Linked DNA regions of Mus musculus: region 1 is linked to region 2. Evidence: chromatin contacts called from public promoter capture Hi-C data. All regions are on one chromosome and are shown on one strand. The core of a region is the stretch at or near the end of the contact, and the rest is flanking DNA. Distances in the headings are between cores, read along the strand shown. Region 1 overlaps Pxk (PX domain containing serine/threonine kinase). Region 2 has its middle 4.2 kb from the start of Gm45521.

Region 1 (2,862 bases), core at 182-2,681, 180 kb after region 2:
TATCCATCAGCCTAAAGAAACAAAAACTTTGTAAGGTAGCAAAATTTAAAAATAAATATTAGCCAAGTGGTGGTGGTACATGCCTTTAATCTCAGAACTCAGGAGGCACAGTCAGATGGCCTACTTAGAAAGTTCCTAGACAGCCAGAGCTACACAGAGAAAAACCAAACAAACAAAAATAAGATTATAAGAGAAATAAGTAGAAAGTAAATGTATTCCTTTTCGGGGTCTGTATTCTGATGGGAGGTTTTGCAGTTGAATTGGCAACGCATTGAGTCTTTAGTTCTTTCTTCAACAGATATTAATTGAGCACTGTTATATATCCCCAGTGCCAAGTGTACTTGGCAAGGCCAATAGCACTTGTGCAGGGAGACTGTACACAGGGTTAGAAGGCGCATCAGGCCTGGGGGCAGAGGAGGGCTTCCCAGAAGAGGCAGTGCTGATTCGGAGAGCTGAGAGGCCAGTGGAGATTAGCAGACTTGGAGCCAGGGGCCAGTACACCAGGAAGAACAGCTCAGGTAGGGGGGAATTAATACTTTCAAAGGGCTCTGGACTTTACCTAAGTTAAAAGATGTCCTCCCAGCTAGAGTCCTCATTCAGGAAGTTCAAGGTCCACAAGAGGAACAGATGTCCTGGACGTGTGTGAGGAGGAGAGGTTGCAGGGAGAAGAATAGTAGATTTAGGCTCAGCCTAAAGGTTTAGCTGGTCCTTGTGGAAAAGCTGAGTGCAGAGGGAAGGCCAGAGGGGTTGTGGGAGGCAGAGCCCAGAGTGTGGAAGGTGAGCCAAACATTGTGGGCCACCAAGCCATAGCCAGTTAGACGCTTGCAGCTTGGTTTTAGTTTGGTTAAAGAAGTGGCAGGCAGTATGGGCTTGAATGGATTTGATGCTGAATCTGGGGTGAGACTGTGTCAGTATCAGTCATCATTCAGTTTCTTAGGATAAAAAGCAGTTCAGATAAATAAGAGGAAAGTTTTCTGCCTTGAGCTCTCTGACCCTCAGGGTTTAAAACAAAAGTCTAATTCTCAGTACTCTCCTTATCAGGAACACGATCTGTCAGGTTTTATTTGTTCCCTGTTGCTTCTCCACGTCTAAAGCAGTATAAGATACACAGTAACACTCCTCAGTTGTTGAGGAGTCCTTGATTGTCTCCTTTAGTTTTGAACTGCCGTCCTGTGCACTTTCTTGAGATGCATTGTAGTATGGTAGGAAATTATTTTCATGATTGTCTCAGAGTTGATATGGATACTTTCATTTAAAGTAGTTTCCTTTTAACTTGTTTTCAACTTAGTTTAGAAATGGTAAAAATATTATATCAACATTTATAAGAGGGCACAGCGTTCTCAGAGCTGTGCTCAGCCCTTCCCAGCCTCCCTGGCCTCTCAGAGCGCTTGAACAGAATGCAGATAGAGCCAGTCCTGCATTTCATGGTCATGTGCTTCCTCTGGAATATTTAGGGAACACTGCATAGTGAGTCAGTAAACAAACACCCAGCTCTTGTCTCCTGCAAACTTCTTCATTCACAATGTGCTGTAAAATATGCACAGTGATAATGTTTGCCAAGCTCTCAGCAGATTCCAGGAGAGGTTGCTGTGACATATGGAGAGAACTGTTGGTGCGTGCAAGCCTCACCAGTCTTTTTGGAACATAATTAACACCAGGCAGAGGTGAAATCCACCATTTTTTTTTTTTTTTTAAGATTGCTGTTTGCTCTCAGAGATCTGGAGTGGCTGCACTTATTCACTGCATTTGAGGGGGCGGGGTATAAAAGGCGGTTATTCTGATAGTTTTTGTTTTTTGTTTTTTTTCCGAGACAGGGTTTCTCTGGAGCCCTGGCTGTCCTGGAACTCACTCTGTAGACCAGGCTGGCCTCGAACTCAGAAATCCGCCTGCCTCTGCCTCCCGAGTGCTGGCTGATAGTTTCTTAATGCAGTGAACTTGAAGGAAATTCTTGTTCTCATTGTCTGTGTTAAGTGGAAATGTTTGAATGATAAATGAACAACAAAAAGAGGATATGTTTGTAAGTAGACAGGCACTCTCTAACCTACCACAAGTGAGCCATGTTGTCGAGGAAGATATTTTTCTGAAACTCTGGCTTTTATTCTAGCACATACTTAAGGCTAATCACTTCTTTGTTTGTGAAAGCTATAATTCCACAAGGAATGAAGATGGGAGAAATATCACTTGGAACATGTCGTTCCATGTGACCTTATAATACTTTGTGAATCTTGAGCTTCAGTTGTGACCTGTTAAATTCCTGGTTTAGGTCAGCTAGTTTATTTACTTTAGATTTCTTGGCTTAAAAAATGTGTTTCCACATAAAGAGTAATTTTATTTTTTGGTCCTTGGTAGTCCTCTACTTTTGGAGTAACTTTAGGTTTACAGAGAAGTTGCAATAATAGTTCCATAGACAGCCCTCCCCTGCCTTCTTCAGTGTAGCTTTTGCTATAACCATGGCACATAACAGACTAAGGACGCACTGTCGGCACTTTACCATTAAACGCAGGTGTTGTGTTTTATAGAGTGTGGTGGTGAGGTGGGTGGGGTGTCTCTGCGGGCCCATGCTGAGGCATCCTTTCTCCCTGAGGGACCAGCCATAGAATGGATATATATAAATAGTTTATTTAGGGGTATCGGAAGGGGAGTTGGGAAGGGAGTAGAGACAGAGAGTGACAGGGAAGAGGAGAGGAAGGCCAGGAACAGAGGAGAGAAACCAGGGTAGGGAGAAGAGAAAAGAAGGAGAAAAGGGTCACGGAGTGAAGAGAGTCAGAGAGCGAGAAGGGACTGAGAGAAGGGGCCTTTTTATCGAAAGCCAGGCCTACCTGCCTATTGCCAGGTAATTGTTGGGCAGAGCCTAGAGGAATG
Region 2 (2,737 bases), core at 55-2,554:
AAGCCAGGGCCAACCTCAGGCAAGGGACTCAAGAGAACATGCGGGCCATGATACCATCGTGACTTCTTAGGAACCCTAGATATGGAGCCCAGGTAGAGGCAATGGCTTTTAATTAAGCAGGCCTCTTGCCTGATACCATCAGGAATCTGTGTTCTGGGAAATGTTCTCAGATAGGATCTCTCACATGCCCCTGCACCCTTCGACCCAGTACTGAGTGCCTCCACCTGCCCTCCCGAGGAGAAACGATTGCTGATGTTAACCCTCCAGCTATGAATCCTTATAGTGGTCGGGTGACGGTTTACATATGACAGAACAAACATGGGTACAGTTTCCACCAGGCATACAGCCCAGACCTCATATGGGGATAGAGTTGGGCATATACCTTCTGACTAAGAATGAGTGTTCTTACACATCACACTACAGGCAAGCAGCTCGGAGGAGAAGGGTTACCAGAGTCCTAGAAAAGCTGGCAGTACCCATGGAGGCGGAAAGGCCTCCAGGCCGGGAGGAGTGTGGGGATCAGAGGTTCAGGCAGGGAACCTGCATCATTTTTAGTGATGGTATGTATATGTATGTGACAGGGTCTCTTGTATCCCGGGCTAGCCTGGGACTCTCCCTGTAGCCAACTAGGACCTTGAGCTTTTTTTAAAGTGTATACTGTGCTGAGATCAAGCCCTGGACTCTGTACATTGTAGGCAAGCAGTCTCCAACTGCATCCCCTGCTCTGCTTTCTCTATTGTATTCTGGCTTTGTTTTTCCCCTTACCTGGCTACATATTAGAATGATAATCTGTTTACCTCTGAGCTTGGAGGAAGGTAAGGCAGATGCGCCCTTTCGTCTCTGCGCCTTGAAACCCTCGCCTAGACTCCTGGGCTCTGTAGGGCTGGGGACTCCCTGAAGAGTCCTCACATAACATGTCTGGCGCGATGCTGGCTTTGCCAGAGAAGCCCAGGGGATTCATCAACCCCTCCAACCCAGTTAGGTTTGCTGGAGGAGGCAGCGTTTGTACACTAAACATTGACTTTGGTGTAAGGTGTCCTAACGTCTAAACACTGAGTCCTAACCGGCCGAGTCGAGTCTGGCTGGCGGGGGAGGGGGAGATTCCCACGAATTCCCACTGGTATTTTTAGGAACAGTCCTTTGCTTGTTACTTTCTACGGACACCCTCTGTCAGAGTGTGTGTGAGCTGGCTGGTGATTGGCACCCAGTAGGTGATAATAGTTTTACCTTTGAGGTGCAGCCCCGCAATTGCTGCCTGTGACATCAGGGCCTGTGGGGTGGAGACCTGTTGCTCTCAGTGCCTAGAACCAGAGGGCAGCTCTTATCTGCACCTGGGCTTGGCTACCATGGAAACAGGCTATTGTTTATGTCAATACCCTGAAAACTTTGAAACTTGTGGGCCTGGGGCCAGGTCCTTCCTGACTTTGGCTGCTTGGCTTTCCTGTGCCCTGGCTGAAGCTAATGAGTCCAGGGTGTCATTATTCAGTGGTCAATAGAAAGTGTAGCCCCTGCCCACCCTGGGCGACCTCTCTACCTCCCAACTAACAGGGGAGGGCTTGCTAGGAGACTACAAGGAGCAAATACTAACCAGCTCACTCACACACACTAGCCCTTAGCAACCTGTTCTAGGTCTTCAAGCTGCCTTAAAAGCCACAACTTGATGTATTTGTTATATAACTCAGTACATAGGGTAGTGGCAACACACACCTTTAATCCCAGCGCACAGGAGGCAGACGCATTTGGAGCTTGAGTTTGAGGCCAGCAACTCGAGTCTACAGAGCTAGTTCTAGGACGGCCAAAGCTGCTCAGGGCAGCAGAATGAAAAACGTCGAAAGGATTGAGGGGAAATGAGTGTTCTAGTCTTTCTTATTCCTTAGGTTTGTTTTTCACAGCTTGCAAAGCCAACACTGGAGAGGTGGAGTATTCCGGTTTGGGGTTAGTTGGTTTTGTTTTTAAAAATTAGTGAGCCGATCTAATACAAGCAATCTATCCCTAAGCCACACCCCCAGGCCCACCCCTGAAATCTGTACCTAAGTGGGAGAATGAGAGAATTGAGAATATTATACAGCCCTGTGGTAAAACACCTGAGTTTCATCACCAGCACCCACGTGAAAAGATTGGGCATGAAAGCATCCAGGCAGCCTAACTTAATTACAAGTTCCAAACCATGGGAGAGACCTGGGTCAAAAACCAAAGTGGGCCTCACCAAATAAAATTCACTATTTTTTTTTTTCTTATAAGTGTCAAAAGTAGAGGCTTTAAGCAAGCTGGATTCAGTTTCTTTTTCCTTTGGCCTTTTCCTAAAGATTTGGCCAAGTGCATGGTGGGAGGGGCCCTTGCAAACAAAAGATCCTTCTCTGCTTTGTCTGGGCCCCCAAGGCTGTGAGGACCAGCTCATGTATGTGGAATTTCAGGACCCACCCCTCACACCCTTTTTCTCTTCCTCAGCATTCTCAAAGGCAGCTGCTGGGAGGCCGGAATAGCAAGCCTGACTTGTGGCACGTATCCTAGGGTGCTTTGAGCTTTGAACGTGTTTATCTCCCTCCCCAGGACAAAGAATCGACTGGCCTTTTATTGCCAGTGCTTCCCTCTGTCTAGCCACCCACCCACCCTTCCACACCACCAGGATGTGTTGGCTCGCCCAGTCACCACTGAGGCGGGGCACATTCTTTGGGTCCAGCCAAACCTGGGCAGGGTGTTCTCAGAGAGGGAAGTTTAGCAGAGATTCTGTCTCTGG

What was found. Capture Hi-C pulls out chosen DNA fragments and counts their contacts.
Region 1: a promoter capture Hi-C map of adipose tissue shows a contact between it and region 2. The contact joins two enhancer-like sites. A contact is called at or near these places in 3 of 484 Hi-C or Micro-C datasets (the G1E-ER4 cell line, Th1 cells and brown adipocytes), 1 of 115 datasets of contacts at active chromatin or transcription factors (pancreatic cancer cells) and 2 of 9 other capture datasets (adipose tissue and liver).

What each region holds. Positions count from the first base shown.
Region 1 is chr14:8,133,835-8,136,696 of GRCm38.p6, forward strand. The region is part of intron 4 of Pxk (PX domain containing serine/threonine kinase); the gene reads left to right. Among named protein-coding and RNA genes, the nearest start is that of Pxk, 37 kb to the left of the region's middle. Within about 2 kb of position 1,432, at least 84 of the 459 cell types and tissues checked have an H3K27ac peak or open chromatin away from gene starts, as enhancers often do. A contact at or near this core is called in adipose tissue and pancreatic cancer cells, where this site is marked.
Region 2 is chr14:7,951,722-7,954,458 of GRCm38.p6, forward strand. No RefSeq gene overlaps it. Among named protein-coding and RNA genes, the nearest start is that of Gm45521, 4.2 kb to the right of the region's middle. Within about 2 kb of position 1,305, at least 118 of the 459 cell types and tissues checked have an H3K27ac peak or open chromatin away from gene starts, as enhancers often do. A contact at or near this core is called in adipose tissue and pancreatic cancer cells, where this site is marked.